Linked DNA regions of Mus musculus: all the other regions are linked to region 4. Evidence: chromatin contacts called from public promoter capture Hi-C data. All regions are on one chromosome and are shown on one strand. Each heading gives the region's core, a stretch centred on a gene start, on an enhancer-like site or on the middle of the called end of the contact. The rest is flanking DNA. Distances are from core to core; before and after follow the strand shown.

Region 1 (2,700 bases), core at 185-2,684, 740 kb after region 4:
AAGTTGTTGCCAACCTGCAATATTTGACTTGAGTCATCTTATTTGGTCAGTATTTTTGGATGGTAAAGAAAAACGTGGAATCACTTCTTTTTCGCCAATCATCTTGGTGGTTGCCTGTCTGTGATTTGCTCAATGTTGAAGACATTTCCACTATTTGATGCATATTCTTTCATTTTATGGATTCTGTAACAAACTGTAGTGATAAATCTTGTTTTAATCGTTGGGATTTTCAGATTATGTACAGTTACTGTAAATTGACTTAAAGTACACCATGGGAAGCATTTATTTAAAATTTTTTTATGTGTTTTGCTAAGGGGTAATGCCAGGTTGGCCTCAACAGTCCTTCCTCCCTTCTCTGGGATCACAGTTCTGGGATTACAGCGTGTACCTAATTAGCTGGGCTGAAGTCCTGTCCCTGTATGCTGTCTTTTGTAAACTTCTCCAAACCCTGTTTGGAAACTGGATACTTACTAAGCAGTCGAGTGGTTGACGACAAAAAAAACCAAACCAAACCAAACCAAACCAAACCAGAAATTCCATTTTCTTCTAAGTCTTGCAGGAAGCTTCAAAGTCTAACTCCTGAGTAGGAATTCCAATAGGTTTCTTAGCGATTAATTTTAAAATCGTGAATCACACGCCTAACGGCGTTTCATTTTTTTCTTTTTATAAAATCGCCACCTCAACACCACAAACCCAGAAACCTCGTAAAGATGATTCATGACATTTATATATCCTGTTTAATACAAGGACTGTAACTCGTAAAAAAAAAGGAGCCCTGGAGTCGACCTTAATACATACACTTCCCAATCCATAGTGACTTCAAAGAATCGTGGCCGGCGTTAGGCTCTTGTAATAACGGAGGCAAAGCTTAAGACTAGGGAAGCAACTCTGAGAAGAGGCAGCCTCGACCATCAAAGCCGCCTTTGGACAGCGCCGCGGCGGAGCCTCAATGTCACCCGGCGCAGGGACGGCGGAGCACTGCACAGGCGCGGCCCGCTGCCCCACGCAGGTCCCGGGGCCCACAGCCGTGGCTCCCTGAGGGCAGCCTCCACGAAGTCTCCGCTGGGGATGGACGAACCACACCCCTCCAGGTCGGCCGCGCCTGCCAACCAAAGCCGAGGAGCGGCCGGTGACTCCAGGAATCCGCGGAAGGGCGGGGCCAAGGGACGGGGGCGGGGGAGGCCTCTCTAGCCGCGCCCTCGAACCAGCGCTCCTTGTTCTCGATGGTACCCGCGCGCCCCTCTTGCGCACGCCACTTCCGGTCCTCTTTAAAGGCCCGCGCCGCGCGACCGCGGGGCGTGAGAGCCAGTCGGAAAGGGACGGGGAGGGCGGGGCCTGCGCGGGGGGCGGGGCCTAGCGGTGGACGGGGGCGGGGGAGGCGCAAAGGGCGCGCTCCGGAGCCACGTGACCGGGACGCGCCGTTCTTCCGTCGGCCATTTTAGGTGGTCCGCGGCGGCGCCATTAAAGCGAGGAGGAGGCGAGAGTGGCCGCCGCTGCTACTTCATTCTTTTTTTTTTCAGTGCAGCCGGGGAGAGCGAGAGAGCGCGCTGCGCGAGAGTGGGAGGCGAGGGGGGCAGGCCGGGGAGAGGCGCAGGAGCCCTTGCAGCCACGCGCGCGCCTTGTCTAGGGTGCCTCGCGAGGTAGAGCGGGCATCGCGCGGCGGCGGCGGGGATTACTTTGCTGCTAGTTTCGGTTCGCGGCGGCGGCGGCGTCGGCGGGTGTCGTCTTCGGCGGCGGCAGTAGCACTATGTCGGAGGAGCAGTTCGGAGGGGACGGGGCGGCGGCGGCGGCAACGGCGGCGGTAGGCGGCTCGGCGGGCGAGCAGGAGGGAGCCATGGTGGCGGCGGCGGCGCAGGGGCCGGCGGCGGCGGCGGGAAGCGGGAGCGGCGGCGGCGGCTCTGCGGCCGGAGGCACCGAAGGAGGCAGCGCCGAGGCAGAGGGAGCCAAGATCGACGCCAGTAAGAACGAGGAGGATGAAGGGTGAGTAAGGGGCGGCCCCGGGCAGCCGCTCGCCAGGCCCCCTCCCCCTCCCCGCCATTAGGCCTCGCTCCCGCGACCGCCCGCCCGCCCGCAGGCCCCAGTGCAGTCGCCCCCTCGGCCGCCCCTCTTGTACCTCGGGCTCCCCCCCGGGCCTGCATCTCCTTCCCTGCCTGCTCGCCCCCTCCCCCATCACACACGTTTCCACCTTTAGCCGTCACCATGCTACTCCGCGGCCCGCCCTCTTTCCTCCCTCGCCGCGGGTCTCCTCCCACCGATGTGGCCGCCAGGATTTTTTCCCGCCTGTCGGAGCTTACCCTCCCACCCCACCCCCACGTCTCCCGGATTTCTAACCTCTTAGGCTTAAAAATGCAAACGCACAGAAAAGCTTTTTACCAGGGTTGCCAAGGTTGGTCGGGCGCTTCGCCCTCGCCCCCGAGACGGTGCGATTATTGACACGCTCTTGCTTTGGGAAAGCTGTAGGCTGTCCACCTCTCTTTTCTCCCGCGTCGGCCGCAGGCCATTGCTTTTAAATAGTTTTCGTCTTAGGATTCGTTCGTTCTGTCCACTTTACGCTGTCACCACGACACGCTCCTACAGGCCCTGCGTTTGTGCTGTAGACAGACCGGGCCTGCCAAAGTCCCTGGTCTGCTGGCGCGTTGGTGTGGCTCCGCGGGCTCCATTTAAGTCCTTCCTGGTCGATGGGGCCTGTACTTGACTGGG
Region 2 (2,700 bases), core at 90-2,589, 980 kb before region 4:
ATAAATAAATCTTAAACAACAACAACAAACAACACCCACACTGTTGCCTGCCATCCCAGCACTCAGGAGGCTGAAGCAGGAGGATCATGAGATTGTAGCTAGTCTGGGCTACATAGCTAGCCTGTCACTTGAAAACCACAGACACTCCAAAACTACCATCCATCTTCCCTTCACCTGTCTCTCCTTTTGGAAGCAAGATCTAGAGTCTGCTGTGGCTAAAAGCGCCTGCACTCACTTGGGCCTGTAGGTGCCTGGTGCATTGCAGAGGGCAGAAGCAGACGTGGCCATATACTGTGACTCTCTTGTTCTGAAACATTTTCCCCTTCAGTCACCTAGAATTCTAGGTGGATAGACAAACACCTTGTACAAGAGTTGACAGTGTGTCCAGGCAACTGCAACTTCCTTACTGTGCTTTTACTAATCCCTAGACAAGGATCAGCCAGACCAGAGTGTAACCAAGACTGACCAATGGCATGTGTTTCCTCTGATTCCTGGATAATTTTCCTTGCCTGGATAATTCGGGGGCTCTTGACTGCCCCGCTGAACAGCACTGACAGGAGCAGCTGCCCTTCCTTCCTGCTGTGGTTTTACTGACTAAATGTCCTTTCCTGGTTTTCACACCTACTTTCTCTGGGTTTGGAGGTGAGTGGCTGGACCCAATATGTTGGAATACCCAGTGTCAGGGCCCTGACCAAGGATTGCAGTAGTATTTATACACATGTACACACACACACATATGCACACGCGCACCCTCCCACCCATCCCCCAGGAACACACCTCTCCTACCCTGGAATGTCACACGGTAACAATGGCAACGCAGGAAGAGGAAGGAACCTGGAGAACGCTCTCCTCAGTGCCCTAGTTCGTCACAGACGGGTCCTTGCAGCGTCATCTCTGGACATTCTGAGGAGTGGTATGCTAGAGGAAGGAGGGACCTCAGGGGCAACCAGCTTCTAGGTAGCAGAAGGGATCAAATTCTCAAACCGTTAGTGTGAGAGAGCAACACAAACTTCTGCTGTGAGGTGGATCTCACCACAGGCCCAGGCTGAGCGTGACCTAGGGCTGGTGCCTCTGAAGCAGGAGACAGCACAAGGTTTTCCACATTTCCTCGGGTATTTTGTTGCGGTGACGACAGATGGACTCACACCTCCGCTTTATCCTGTCGCTTTACTATTTGTTCGCCCTGTATTTCTGTGACCTGCTTACAGTTATATTTTCTTTCAGACTTTAACAGCTACCACCTCAGCCAGTTCAGGTGCAGTGTTTAGTGGCGGTCATGGCTTCCACGCCACCGCCACTGCTGACTCATCAGCTCCTCAGACCCCATGCACGCATGCGCTCACGCCCACGCACGCTCTTTCTGAGCCTTTTAAAGGAAAATACCTCTCTTTTTGCCCCTGTGTACTTTAGTGTATGTTTCTCTCTCTCTCTCTCTCTCTCTCTCTCTCTCTCTCTCTCTCTCTCTCTCTCTCTCTCTCTCTCTCGCTCTCTCTCTCACTCTCCCCCTCCCCTCCCCCTCCCCCTCCCCTCTCCCTCCCCCTCCCCCTCCCCCTCCCCCTCCCCCTCCCCCTCCCTCTCCCTCTCTTACCGGTAATCTAGCCCAATAAATTTACACTGTGCCATACTCTGAAATTGCTCATTCAGATTTCAGTTTTGTCCATTCTCCTAAAAAATGAACTTTCGGCCATTTTATCCTTCCTGGACAGAATCGGGAGAGAAATGTGTATTGCATTAAGTTGTCAAATGCTTATACCTTTAATTTGTATTTCCATGGCCTTTATCTTTTATGATTTGGACAGCTTTTTGGTTTTATTTATGCTTTTGTATGGCTGGGCTTGAATCCTCACTAAACCTTGTGTGATTTAGGCACGTGCTCTGCCGTTGAACTTCGTCTCTGACCCTGATTTGGTTGTGTCGAAGATTACTGTCCCCTCTTTCAATGAGTCAGGGCATTCGTCGTCTGGCTTTTCTGCTTGTCCTTGTGGTCAGCCCGCATTATGAGGAGGGACATGTCTCACGTGAGACTCTTCTGAAGCCTGCACCTGGAGTCATACCAGAACCATCTGCTCCTTGGCTGAGTTACCTGAGCTCAGCAGATCAAGAACTAACCTAGCTTCTCCCTGTGGGATTTTGATTACGGTTGCTTCCCTTGAAGCTATGATGCAAGAGGAGGGAAGAAAACACCAGTCTTGATCAAAAGTTCTCTCTGGGTTAGAATCCATCGGTGTACTTCACGTGATCCAGTCTCTCTGTGATAAAACTGTGGAACCTTCCTTGTGAATGCCAACACTCTTGTTTTTACTAATGTGCCCCTAGCAGTCTCCTGCTGGAGAGATCCTGGACTAATATCCCTTTTCTGTCAGTGTGATCAATATCTGGACCAAAGGCAAATTTAGGAGGAGAGCGTTGCTGTGCCTTATGACTCCAGAGGGGAGTCCAAGAGGACAAAGAAGGAGGGCTGCTGATCATCACTGTCTATCCACACACAGGAAGGAGGGCAGGAAAGGAGAGAGAGAGAGAGAGAGAGAGAGAGAGAGAGAGAGAGAGAGAGAAGGAGGGCTGCTGATCATCACTGTCTATCCACACATAGGAAGGAGGGAAGGAAAGGAGAGAGAGAAAGAAGGGAGGAGAGGGGAGAGGGAGAAAGAGAGAAAGGAGGGAAGAGAGAGAGGGGGGGAAGGGGAGGGAGAGAAAAAGGAG
Region 3 (2,700 bases), core at 149-2,648, 640 kb after region 4:
CCTGAGAGGCGTGGGCAGAGCTTTCCCATCAGTCTGACATCATCACTGTTCAGCGGTCGGCTTTGTGGATCCAGAGAGAGAAGCATGCTACAGAGAGTGAGCGGGAAAGAAGCCGGCCACCAGCATTTGGACTTGAGTCACTCTGCCTGAGGAAGATCTCCAAACGTGAATGCTACCGGGGACAGTCAGCCGCGAATGGCACGAGGTACGGCTGAGAGGGCGTGGCTTGGTTTTTCCTTCCACAGTGCATCACCCACAGTTCCAGTTTGCATTTTCTTTTTGAAGTGCCACTCTCACGGGTCTATGTAGGCCTCGTGGGCAAAGGTGTGGACCAAAGGCAAGAACCTTGTTTTGGCTTCAAGTATGAAAGGGGTATACGTGCAAGCTTAATTTATATCTGAAGAAATAATAAGAAAAAAAGATTCTCGAAGAATCGCAAAAGAAATCTACATGGAGGTGAAAGGTATGAGGGCTCTGAGGAAAGACAGGAGGTTAGCCCTCTTGCTGCTAGTCCAACCCAGGGGAGATTTTAACATCCGTGTGTTGCTCAAATTTTATAGTTTGAGGACTGGGGACTTTAAATTAAATTTGGAAGTTATAGAAGCAAATTAAAAACATCGCCCTCCCGCAAATCACATTGGCACAAATGGAGCTGCAATACTGCTAAGCTGTTCGGAGATGAGCCCAGAGGTGCAGGAGTTCAAGGCCATCCTAGATCCCTGTGCCAACAACAGAGTGCCAAGTGCACAAGCACCCCCTCCCCCAACCAAGTGCACAAGCACCCCCTCCCCAACCAAGTCACAAGCACCCCCTCCCCAACCAAGTCACAAGCACCCCCTCCCACATTGTTTCAAAAAACTCTCCAAACTCCTAGGGGGCTCAGACAGCCCGGAATGTAATGTGGAAAACGTTGTTTTGTAAATTCACCCTGAAGTATAGCTTCCCAAGGAAGGGTTCAAATGCTAAATCTCCGCCCCCCAGCATAGCGCCGAGCACGAGCACACAGTAAATGTCCAAATGAACAGATTTGCTGCTCGTTTCTGAGTGGAGGTGAGGAGCATCAAAGAGATTCAGAGACAAACGACAGAGTGGAAGACAGAGTGAAGAAGGAGGGGGAGGACTCATCACTACAGGGCAGGGCAGGGCAGGGAGTGAAAAGCCCCCAGTGGTGTGAGAAAGCCTCGAGTAGAGTATTCTCTTATTAAAAAAGGCGTCTTACCGTAAATACTCCAGGGGGATGTCTGTTAGTTTTGAAACTGCTATGAGGTTTCTCTTCTTTCCTCCTTTTCACTTTTCTATTTTAAAGATTTTTATCAAAGAACAAACGGTTTTATTTTACTCTCCACACTCCAAGTAAAGAGCTTTCGGTGACACACTTCTCTGCGTTCTTAAGAGTGTGCAGCAGCAGCAGCGGCAGCAGCAGCATCCAGCCAATACTGACATTACTCACTGGGACCTGGCCACTGAATAAAGGGGTTTTATGCTAAATCCTGACTTCCTTGTTTCTTACACTAACAGTTCTTCGTGGGTGTGCACGTACACGTCCGTGCTTGCTGTGGATAGCTTGCAGAACACGTTCTTTAATGCTCATTCTATTGTGACGGATACAGTTCAGGATCAGTCAAATGGAAGAGGTGCATGGGTGAAGAAGGCAGGCCTGGGGCTGGCTCCCTTGCCCTCAGTGCACCCCAGGCTCTCCATCCCAGCTGCCCCCCAACCTCCCGGAAGTAGGTAGGCTGGAGGTCTAAGCACCTGGTGAGCAGCCTCATCCTAAAGTTACCTCAGTAGCATGAAGTCTGGTACAAACAGAAGATGTTCATTATGAATAAAACACTGCTGTTCTGTCCTATGGGTGTTAGGAATTCCATGGCAGGAATGGAATCGAAAGCCAAACATCTTGTCTGAGAAAATATTTTTTGTACAATAAAGTTTTAGCATATTCTTTCTCTCCTCCCTGATCTTCCCCACCCCCACGTCCAATTTCTCTCTTCATAAGAAGCTAAAATCAAAGCAAACTAAAAAGAAAACCAGTAAGGCAAAACGCAGTGTCTTAGTCAGGGTTTCTTTTTTTTTTTTTTTTTTTAAAGATTTATTTATTATATGTAAGTACACTGTAGCTGTCTTCAGACACTCCAGAAGAGGGCGTCAGATCTTGTTACAGATGGCTGTGAGCCACCATGTGGTTGCTGGGATTTGAACTCTGGACCTTCGGAAGAACAGTCGGGTGCTCTTACCCACTGAGCCATCTTACCAGCCCCTTAGTCAGGGTTTCTATTCCTGCACAAACATCATGACCGAGAAGCAAGTTGGGGAGGAAAGGGTTTATTCAGCTTACACTTCCATGCTGCTGTTCATCATCAAAGGAAGTCAGGACTGGAACTCAAGCAGGTCAGGAAGCAGGAGCTGATGCAGAGGCCATGGAGGGATGTTACTTACTGGCTTGCTTCTTCTGGCTTGCTCGGCTTGCTTTCTTATAGAACCCAAGACTACCAGCCCAGGGATGGCACCACCCACAAGGGACCCTCCCACCTTGATCACTAATTGAGAAAATGCTTTACAGCTGGATCTCATGGAGGCATTTCCCCACCTGAAGTTCCTTTCTCTGTGATAACTCCAGCCTGTGTCAAGTTGACACAAAACCAGCCAGTATGCAGAGATCTCACAAAAGGACGTGGGGTGTTTGTGTGTACGTGTGTTAGC
Region 4 (2,700 bases), core at 107-2,606:
ATTTTTAAATCACCCAGACAGACAGATGGGTGCAGATTAGATATACATTTCATTAAAAATTCGTTATTATTTATTGCTTTGCTGTTGGTGCAATCTAAACGGAAAAATGTAAGTGTCATTGGCTTACTCAGTAAATATGAATGGATTACCTACTAAAGACCAAGCACAGTACCACGTATGAGCATGCCATGGGTATCCCACAGGCCCCATCTCTGCCATGGGTATCCCACAGGCCCCATCTCTGCTTCGGAGGACTTTTTAAGCCCAGAGATAAGGTGAGCAAGCAATGAGCAACATCACAAGTGTAGACAGTTCTAACATGGAGGATACTGGGAGGATGCTTGCTGTGTGTGCTATGTGAAATGTGTGGTGAGACCTCACACTGGGGAGCCTCAGCTGCCTGGAAGCTCAGGAAAGCTTCCTCAAGGGGACTGCAAAGCAGCAGAGACAGGCTGCCATCTGCTTGGCCTTGTACACCTGAGTTCAGCTAGCGCTGATGCTTGGGCAGATTGGTGTGTGTGAGTGTGTGTGTGTGTGTGTGTGTGTGTGTGTGTAGCATGGTTCAAGCTTCTTTCATGGTAACACACACACACACACACACACACACACACACACAAGCTTCAGCACTTGTTTGCTATCATTATATACCAGTGTAAAATGTCAAGGGAAAACAAAAGTTGCAGCAACCGCAAAAGATGGGTTTGGGGGAGGGGTTGCTCAGGATTCCAAGGGTAGTTGCTTGGGGGCTTCTTGCTGGGTTTTAGCGGTTGGCCAAGCCTCAGAGCAACTCTTAGGCAGGCTCTCCCAAATACTGTTTTCATAATACTGCTTTAAAAACAGGGTCCCCACCACCATCACCACCACCCCCGTGCAAGGACCGATTTCTAGTTGCATTTTAGCCAATGCTCGGATCAGGTTTTTCAAGCGACAAAGAGATACCTGAGATCCTGGGCAGAGGACATCCTAGCTCGGTCAGATTTGGGCAGGCTCAAGTGACCAGTGTCTTAAGGCAGAAGGGAGTCGGGGTAGGGTCTGGCTGAACCCTCAACCGGGGCTTTTAACTCAGGGTCTAGTCCTGGCGCCAAATGGATGGGACCTAGAAAAGGTGACAGAGTGCGCAGGACACCAGGAAGCTGGTCCCACCCCTGCGCGGCTCCCGGGCGCTCCCTCCCCAGGCCTCCGAGGATCTTGGATTCTGGCCACCTCCGCACCCTTTGGATGGGTGTGGATGATTTCAAAAGTGGACGTGACCGCGGCGGAGGGGAAAGCCAGCACGGAAATGAAAGAGAGCGAGGAGGGGAGGGCGGGGAGGGGAGGGCGCTAGGGAGGGACTCCCGGGAGGGGTGGGAGGGATGGAGCGCTGTGGGAGGGTACTGAGTCCTGGCGCCAGAGGCGAAGCAGGACCGGTTGCAGGGGGCTTGAGCCAGCGCGCCGGCTGCCCCAGCTCTCCCGGCAGCGGGCGGTCCAGCCAGGTGGGATGCTGAGGCTGCTGCTGCTGTGGCTCTGGGGGCCGCTCGGTGCCCTGGCCCAGGGCGCCCCCGCGGGGACCGCGCCGACCGACGACGTGGTAGACTTGGAGTTTTACACCAAGCGGCCGCTCCGAAGCGTGAGTCCCTCGTTCCTGTCCATCACCATCGACGCCAGCCTGGCCACCGACCCGCGCTTCCTCACCTTCCTGGGGTAAGTGCAGCCCCTAGGTTCTGTCCCTTCGTCTGTCCTCGGCTCCCCCTCGCCTGTCCAATCACACTCGCGAGGGCCAGCCACTCTCTTCGCTCAAACAACTTTGTGTTTGCTCTCTGGAGCCTCCCTCCTGTGTGCACTCACCCCTCAAAAGACTTTTCCTGATTCATTTACTCAGCGCTTGTTGCCTGGGCACCAGCCAGGTCCAGGTATGAAGTGGAAATTTGGAGGAAAACAAAAACAAAACAAACGAAGCTGTCATAAACCTTAGCACTTTGTCTGGAGCCTTTGAATTTTGCTTCAGTGTAAGACCAGTAAGCTGGTGTCCCTTAAACTCTGTTAGGAAGTTTTGATTTAAAAGAGGAAGAAAGAAAAGATAGGAAAAGCCTCTATGGAGAAGAACCATTATTCATCTTGCTGCCTTTTAAGCATTTAAACATTACTGGGCTGGGTGTGATACAGTTAATGGACTGTGTACCTCGCATGCAAGAAGACCTGCATCCATCCCCAGAGCTGTGTAATCCCTGGCATGGGCACACACTTGCAGACTGGCACTTGGGAAGTAGGTGTAGGAGGATCAGGAGTTAACGGCGATCTTTAGCAACGTAGCAAGTTTGAGGGTAGACTGGACTGAATAGGAGTGGAGGGAGGAGAGAGAGAGATGGAGAAAGGAGCCGGAGACTGACTGACTGACTGACTGGGAAAATGATAGAGGTCAGTGGGACAGACAGGAGAGAATATGACCAAAAATACACTTTATACACATTTGAAGATGTCGTGACGAAACCCCATTATTATGTATAATTAATATATGCTAATAAAAACACCATAGAGGCACGATTCTCCAAGATGAGGGTGCAGAGCGGAGGCTGCCTCATCAACTGCAGGAACCACATCTCTGGCCCCTGTTCCGTGAGTGCAGACTGTCCCCAAGATGAAAGGCTCAGGCACAGTCATAGGCCTTCTAAACTTGGGAGCCTCCAGAGATGACCACGTCCTTTGTTGTTTTTGACATTGTGT

The links. Promoter capture Hi-C pulls out the DNA fragments that hold promoters and counts their contacts.
Region 1: a promoter capture Hi-C map of hippocampal neurons shows a contact between it and region 4, with 4 times the contacts expected there. The contact joins the promoter of Hnrnpd here to the promoter of Hpse in region 4.
Region 2: a promoter capture Hi-C map of embryonic stem cells shows a contact between it and region 4, with 4 times the contacts expected there. The contact joins the promoter of 9430085M18Rik here to the promoter of Hpse in region 4. A contact is called at or near these places in 6 of 39 promoter capture datasets (the 3T3-L1 cell line, cranial neural crest, embryonic stem cells and 3 more) and 2 of 115 datasets of contacts at active chromatin or transcription factors (both in embryonic stem cells).
Region 3: a contact with region 4 is called in a promoter capture Hi-C map of stem cell-derived epiblast-like cells, with 2.3 times the contacts expected there. The contact joins the promoter of Tmem150cos here to the promoter of Hpse in region 4. A contact is called at or near these places in 2 of 39 promoter capture datasets (embryonic stem cells and stem cell-derived epiblast-like cells).

Annotation. Positions count from the first base shown.
Region 1 is chr5:99,977,672-99,980,371 of GRCm38.p6, reverse strand. Hnrnpd (heterogeneous nuclear ribonucleoprotein D) reads left to right here and starts at 1,434. Exons shown (of 9, transcript NM_001077265.2): 1 at 1,434-1,980. The coding sequence starts at 1,748. 4930524J08Rik reads right to left here and starts at 1,437. Exons shown (of 2, transcript XM_030254981.1): 1 at 1,420-1,437; 2 at 706-1,335. The coding sequence starts at 1,437. The coding sequence ends at 820.
Region 2 is chr5:101,702,188-101,704,887 of GRCm38.p6, reverse strand. 9430085M18Rik (a long non-coding RNA gene) reads right to left here and starts at 1,339. Exons shown (of 3, transcript XR_001785073.2): 1 at 778-1,339.
Region 3 is chr5:100,076,660-100,079,359 of GRCm38.p6, reverse strand. Tmem150cos (transmembrane protein 150C, opposite strand) reads right to left here and starts at 1,398. Exons shown (of 5, transcript NR_045993.1): 1 at 1,220-1,398. It overlaps Tmem150c (transmembrane protein 150C), which reads left to right. Exons shown (of 8, transcript NM_001382851.1): 8 at 1-1,488.
Region 4 is chr5:100,718,372-100,721,071 of GRCm38.p6, reverse strand. Hpse (heparanase) reads left to right here and starts at 1,356. Exons shown (of 12, transcript NM_152803.5): 1 at 1,356-1,680. The coding sequence starts at 1,478.